2 separate regions of the Mus musculus genome follow, and region 1 is linked to region 2. Evidence: chromatin contacts called from public promoter capture Hi-C data. All regions are on one chromosome and are shown on one strand. Each heading gives the region's core, a stretch centred on a gene start, on an enhancer-like site or on the middle of the called end of the contact. The rest is flanking DNA. Distances are from core to core; before and after follow the strand shown.

The links. Promoter capture Hi-C pulls out the DNA fragments that hold promoters and counts their contacts.
Region 1: a contact with region 2 is called in a promoter capture Hi-C map of liver, with 5 times the contacts expected there. The contact joins the enhancer-like site here to the promoter of Boll in region 2. A contact is called at or near these places in 11 of 39 promoter capture datasets (the 3T3-L1 cell line, 3T3-L1-derived adipocytes, the C10 cell line and 8 more), 1 of 484 Hi-C or Micro-C datasets (bone marrow-derived macrophages) and 2 of 9 other capture datasets (adipose tissue and liver).

Annotation. Positions count from the first base shown.
Region 1 is chr1:55,853,763-55,857,425 of GRCm38.p6, forward strand. No RefSeq gene overlaps it. Among named protein-coding and RNA genes, the nearest start is that of Gm32949, 33 kb to the right of the region's middle. Within about 2 kb of position 1,414, at least 5 of the 459 cell types and tissues checked have an H3K27ac peak or open chromatin away from gene starts, as enhancers often do. A contact at or near this core is called in 3T3-L1-derived adipocytes, where this site is marked.
Region 2 is chr1:55,362,049-55,365,480 of GRCm38.p6, forward strand. Boll (boule homolog, RNA binding protein) reads right to left here and starts at 1,705. Exons shown (of 11, transcript NM_001368767.1): 1 at 1,251-1,705. The coding sequence starts at 1,271.

The DNA.
Region 1 (3,663 bases), core at 164-2,663, 490 kb after region 2:
TATTGAAGCCTATGGGGGCTAGTGAGTGGAATATGGTGGTTTTAATAAGAATGGATCTCATAGGGCCATAGAGTTGAATGCTTCAGGAATGGCATTAGGAGAGGAGTCCTTGTTGGAGTAGATGTATATTTGTTGGAGCAAGTGTGTCACTGGGTTGGACTTGAAGGTTTTGATTATTCAAGTCAGGCTCAGTGTCTCTCTCTTCTTGATGCCTGCCTATCTGGATGTAGAACTTTCTGCTCCCCAACACCAAGTCTGCCTGTGTGCTGCCATGCTTCCTGCCATGATGGTATTGGTAAATGTTTTGTTTTGTTTTGTTTTGTTTTGTTTTGTTTTGTTTTCAATAACAGTTGCTGTGATCATTGTGTCTTTTCACAGCAATAGAACATTGACTAAGACAACTTGATAGGTGCCAGATTCACAGAGTCCTCATGCAATTTATACTGTGATCCATCATGAGGGTTTGTAACCCTTTACGAGGAATGCAAGACCCATCCATGCTGACTGCCACTCTATCCTATTGCGTTCTGTTTCATTGCCTGGGGATGCACTGGTTTCCTCTTGAGACTCCATCACAGCATTTTCCATGGAGCTTACAAGGTCCCCACACATCATGTACATTTCTGTCTCCTATGCAAGGCACTGAAGGAAGAAAGAGACACCAACTTGAACATTGCCTGGCTTGAACATTGGAAACCTTCAAACCCAGCCCAGTGACACACTTGTTCATACTTGGTGGGTTCTGTGAGCTCACTTCTGTGCAATGTGTTTTGTTTTGAGGTCTTACAGATGGAGAGACCCAATCATTTCCCTCAAATTTCCCCAGGATTCTACCCATAAAGTAAGGCTTTAAATGGTACCCTTAAAGGATGTTTCAGATTGTCCTACTGCTTAGTTGGGGTAGGGCAGGCCATGGGCTCCAAGCTATTCAATCCTCCACCTGAAAGTCCTGCTTCTGAGCATCAGATTTTATCGGTCAGGCAGGATGCTCTGGTTTTTCTCTACTCTCCTTCCAATCTTCTGTCGTGGCAGGAACTCAGGCCTAACATCCTTTACCACTTAGCCTGCTAAGTTCCAACATACCGGAGCTAGTAAATCACAAGTGCTGGCTTGCCTATCCACTGTCTTTCCTTTCAAGAGATGCAACCACACCAGTGAGGAAAAAGCATTGAAACACACAAGGCATGGAGCACAGGGAGGTTTTCATGGTATGAGCAGCTAGCATAGATCCTGAAAGCCCCAAGCCATGGAAGACTTAATGTGTATTAGACTCTGCAGTTATTTACATAAGTGAAGACATAAGTTAATCAGTCAAATGAATTAGTGAGGTTATCAAATCAACAAGTTAATGGAGATCCAGAAGAAGGCTTGGCACGGCTGCCAGCTGGCTTGCCCCACTCTGAGTGGAGTTCCACACAAGCTGCTGAGGCAGTCTAAAGGGACACAGCTCCCTAATGTTGATTAAAGCACCGTGTTATAGAGCCATCGAGTCCTCTCAAAAGAAGGATTCCTGTGGGAGAGAATGTGGCCAAATTTGTTCCCAGGGAAAACGTTTAGTTACTAGAACCCCCAGGAAATCTTCCTCTCTCCTGCCTCAATCTGTAACATGTCTGGGAATGTTAGGAAGACAGGGCAAAAAGCCACGCTACCTAAAATGTTCTCCCAGTGAGAAATGAGTCCTTTCAAACTGTCCTACCTCATTTGCTGCAGCATGTGAGAATGTTCCCGACACGCATATGGTTGAATGTCTGTTTCCATTTTCCCCGCGTGTTTCCAAAGCACTTGGAGGTGAAAGTGGAAAGAGTTTTTAATGGAATGCATCTGCAAGTGATAGAAATCGGGGAGGAATTAAAAACAGTTATGAGTTGTTCTTAAAATGCAACTTGATCTTGATAAATGACGGACATGGACTGAAATCAGTGAGGGGAAAAGTCACAGTGCAGCTCCTATAGAAGGAAAAGAAAACACAGTATTCAGCTGGGTATGATCAGGCACCAGAACCATTGCCAAGCCTTCTTTGGGGACCTGGCTGTTAACGTGGTGATTCTGAACCATGGGAACATGTTAAGATGACAACAGCTATATAGTTTCACATGGATAGAAATATTACAGCAAACATAGCTTTACAAAGGTCATTTCATAATTTCCATGAGACTGTTCAGTGGTTGATGTGAAGCAAGACTAGCTGATTTGGGGAATAAAGCGATCCCCCCGCCCCCCAACAACTCACACTGATCGACTGAATAGTTTCTGGTGCCCAAAAAGGAGGTCAGAGGAAAGAACGGGACTGGGGATTATGGAATATTCCTGGACTTGACCCTAACTGTGCTCCAAACTGCCTTAGAGAAAGACTTTTTATTGTAGTAAGTATTTAAATTCTGGCCCGGGGCTTCTAACCTAACTTTTGTCATTGAGTTCCTGAATTAAAAAACACACATAGCCTTTATATTTGTAATAAGCCTTTGGCAGCACAATAGCTGGGCAGCTGCCTATCCTCTGTGCTGTAAGAATCTTCTTTTCTATTGATAACCCTGAATTATTTACTATTTACTGTTTTCCATCTGGGCTGCTCTTAACTCCAACTGGGCACCCTCAGGGCCATGCTCTCTTGACACCTAACCCATGGTGGCTCCCCCATCTTCCTCTCCTGATCCTTCTTCTTCCTCTCCTGCACCTTCTTCCTCTCTTGATCCTCTTCAGACCCCAAGCCCTTGAAACCTAAACCCCACCTATACGCCTAAATCCCCCTTCTGCCCAGCTATTGACTGTTGGCATCTTTATTTACCAATCAGAAATAACCTTAGGGAGGGTCACTCAGCATCTTACAGGAGGCCTCTCTCTTCTGGGACAACCAGTCTTGTGGTCACCAAATTAGCATTAGAATACAACCAGCATTAGGCCAACCCACTACACCTTTCTTTTCTGCCTTCAGCTCTGTCAGTGAGTCAACTTTCTGTCCTCTTGTCTCAAATGTTAAGTTGGAGCTAGATGATCAGTCTCAGGTCTCATGTGACCATCCTCTGTCCTTGAAGAATTGACCTAAATATTCAACCACACTCTTGCCCTGGCCATGAGCCTCAGAAACTCAGACCCAGAAAAATCACCAGTGTAATGAATATCATATTACAACCCCAGACAAGACCCACATGGAGCTCTTTTAATGTTTTTCAGCTAATAAACATCTGCATCTATGGCTCGCAACACAAGCTTGGGATTTGAGACAATCCCCATCTTAATCCCAGCTTGCTGATTTTCCTGTTTTCTGCTACACTACATCTGTTGCCACAGGTGATATGAAATAACAAATCTCCAGACTTCTGTGACCATCATTTCAGCCCCCTTTCCAGTCTTGCATAATTCTATTGTACCTATTTACAATCCTGGAAAGTGTAATTTCAACTTTTTGAAAAATACTGCATGCAGTTGTTGATTGGTATTTGCTTTTTTCATGTGATGGCCATATGTGGGAACTAAAAGGGGGTATAGGGGAAAGAGCAGGGAAGGAAGATAGCCCACGTCTGTCCAGAGTTCCTCCTATGCTCTGGGCAGGCGGACATGGGAGAGCTGCCAGACATTTTCCACTCAGTCCCAGGTGGGCATCTAAGCCACTGACCCCACTCGATGGTGGGTGGACAAGGGGCAGCCCCTGAAACCAGGGCTCCT
Region 2 (3,432 bases), core at 455-2,954:
CAGAAACATCGCATAGCAAGTGTTCAGTGCCTATCTATCTGTTGACTGTATAAACCAGGTTTCAGGAGAGACCTGCTTGGTACTTGGTCAACATTTGGGTAAGGACCGAAGTATCAGTAACATTCTAGAACCCATTTTATGGTTAGAGGCAACAAGGCTCTGACAGAGGTAACATCAAGTTCCTTCGAGGTTAGCACTGAATTTGAGGAGAGGGAACCTCCCACTGTCAACCATTTGAAAGCATGGAGCTAGGAGGCTGCCTGCTCCAGGATCCTTAGTCTGGACCCTCTGCTTCCCCGTAAAGCTCGACCACCAACGAGTTTCTTAAGATGCTCTTCCAAGGTAACATGGCCCTAGTGCCGTCTCCTCTGAGGCTTAACCTCGACCTCGAGATGGATCATCTTTGCAAAGACAAAGGAAGAGGTGGGCTAACCGTCGCAGTCACCGCCTCGGTGCTCCTTCCCCTCGGAGGCCAGCAGGCTGAGGCGATGGGGCAAATGGCCGGATTGACAACGTCCTCGGGTTCTCTCGGGTCATCGTGGACCGGGACACCGACACGAGGGTCTCCCCCCTCCCCACCAAAGTGCGGGAGGGAAAAGAAGGCCAGCCAGCGAGAAATTTTGTCAGGCAAACCCGCCAGCAGCGGTGGCGGGAACCCTCAACGGCACCTACCACGCGCTGGCCGCCTCGTGCAAGGCGGGGCCGCGGCCTTGCGTGGGCGCATGCTGATTGGCTGGCGGCCGGGCACGGGGCGGGGCGCGGCACGTTACCAGGCTGCACTGGGAGGGCGGGGGCGGTGGGGGCCCCTAGGCCCCAGCCGGGCCCAGGCCTGACAGGGCAGCGCGCGTAGCTCAGGCCTTCCCGGGCTCAGGCCTTGCCCCGGGTCGGGGCGTCGACGACGGCCGCGCAACTCGTGCCCGCGAGAACGTGTCCTGAAAAGGGCGAGCCGTCGAGGGCGCCGCCGTCCGGGCGGGAACACTTGAGGGCGGCCGCTCGCTAGGCATGTTTGGCCGATGGCCGTTTCCCCCGAGCTGCCCGTCCGCCCCACCGAGGGCCAGCGCCGCCTCCCCCACCCCCAGCGCCCCTTCTCACACAGCCCGAGGGGCCGCTCTCCTCAGCGGGGCTGCCCGCTGCCCTCCCGCGGCGCGTTCCTTCCCAACCCCACAGCAAGGCTTTCGACTCCAAAGTCCACTCTTTCCAGCCCGTCCGAAGCCGGGCCGCGCAGAGTCCGGCCGGCCCTCAGCACTCACCGCCCGGGACTCGGTCTCCATCTTTCTAATCTCCGGAGTTCGCGGGAAGCTCAAGTTGGAAGGCGCGTTCGCAGGAAGCGAGCCGGCGCGTCTCCCGTCGGGGACTCGCTCCCCCTGGCGGCGACGGCGGCGGCTGCAGTGGCGCAGTCTCCGAGCCGGGCGAGCTGCCCTGTGGGGGCGGGGGAGGCGGGCTGCGCGGCGGCGGTGGCGGTGGCGCTGTGCGCAAGTCCCGGGGCCGCCGGGGCGGCGGCACGGACGGCGCGCACCGCGACTGCCAGCGGCGGCAGGACGGACGGCTGGACGGACGGACGCGAGCACTGCGAGCGGAGGGGAACGCGCCGCGGAAGGCAAGAGCGGCGAGCCTTCCCTGCCCTGGAGGGCCGACCTCTAGGGTCTACTACAGAGAGTGGCCTCTGGGGACTTCCGAAAGCTGGCTCGAAGACAGGAAGACAAGTTCCCACGTGCAAACTCTGCTCCCCCTTCCGGGCGCCACACACAGAAGCAGCGGACGCCTCTGCTCTCAGCACCTGTCGCTGTCGCTGTCACTCATCCCTGCCAGGGAGGGCGGGGCAGCGCAGTTCAGGCCCCTGGTAGGCTAGCTGCCCTGCGCTCCTGGCTAATAATGCATATTTCATCTCAGCACTTGGGAGGCAGAGTAGGAGGATTTCTGAGTTCAGGGTCAGCTTGGTCTATATACCGAGTTCAAGGATAGTTAGTTTAAGGGCTACACAGTGAGACCTTGTCTCCCTCCCTCCCTCCCTCCCTCCCTCCCTCCCTCCCTCCCTCCCTCTCTCCCTCCCACCCCCACTCTCCCATAAAAGAACAAACAAGCAAATAAAATAAAAGTAGGAGAGAGCCTAAGGGAAGGGAACCAGCTTCATTAGACTTGGCCCCATAGCTTTGGGAACTCCGTTCAAAGACTCCTTTGCAAGGACTTTTTAAAAAGTGCCTGAGAGCCTACCTTCTCTCTTAAGTAGTATGTAATTTCTGTTAGATAAATTCATGTAATAAGGACTGTCATTATTATAAGCAACTATCCATCATACACATATCTTGTTTCCGGTGCAGTGCTTTATGGTCATTTCTACTGTAAATAGGTGGCTAAATACTTGGGTCAAAGTCTAAAGCTGTAGCTTTAACCCTAGCGCTCTGCAACCCCGATTCTTCATCTCAATGGGCTGGCTTTTAAGGGCTTTAAGCCATCAGATCAGTATCAGCAACTGTAAAAAGTTACATAACTTGTCCTCAGAGTAAGCAGCAACAATATTAATGTTAATATGTCCAAAGGTTAGTTATCAAGAATAAATATCCAAAAGCTTAGTTATTTACCAAAAATAAGATGGGAAACAATTTTTGTTAATTGTAGAAGCATCCTAGCAGTTGGAATACTTTTCTGCATACAATTTAAACTCATTTTCTCAGGTTTGAGTTTCTGTGGAAAAGGAATAATACACAGATGTGTATTCAGATTTAAGTACATATTCTAGAATTGATTTTTGGGCATTCTATCCCTCCAGTTGTAACTAAGGATTTGATTATTATTTGATTAGTGCTCTTTTCTTCTGAAGTCTTTTTCTTTCCTACTAGAATAGTTACTTTTGAAGGGAGCATCTTCTAAAAAGGCCACTTGTCACAGGAAATACTTGGTCTGACATAATGAACAAACTTGAGGGAACAGTGACTGTGTTAGGGAAGATAGCTACACTCCTCAGTTCAGCTCCTCTTTTACTTCTTATCCAAAAGGAACTTAAAAAATACTTGGCTGAATCACACAAAATTATATTGGATCAACTTAGTAGACAGTACAGTTCTTATGCTCATAATGGGATATGCTGCTGGAAGGCAAAGTTCAGACATTAGTCCTTGTTGCCAAAATATTTAAACTCAACTGGGGTCTCTTCTCCAACTATGATCATTCAGTTCCCAGATAAAAGACGAAAACTCTTTACATTTATGACAAACCTTATATACTAGAGCTGGGCAGTTACTAATACCCTCTACGGTATTAGTATCCACTTCCCTATCAAATATCCCAAGTTATAGCTTGCCATGTTTCATTTGGATAGCTCTTAGCTCCAAATGACCAGCCCTCATGACCATGTTTTCATGATTCACATACCTCATGCTGTCTTATCTCTCTCTCTCCTTCATACTCATATTCCTTCTCCAACCCCAAGCCCAA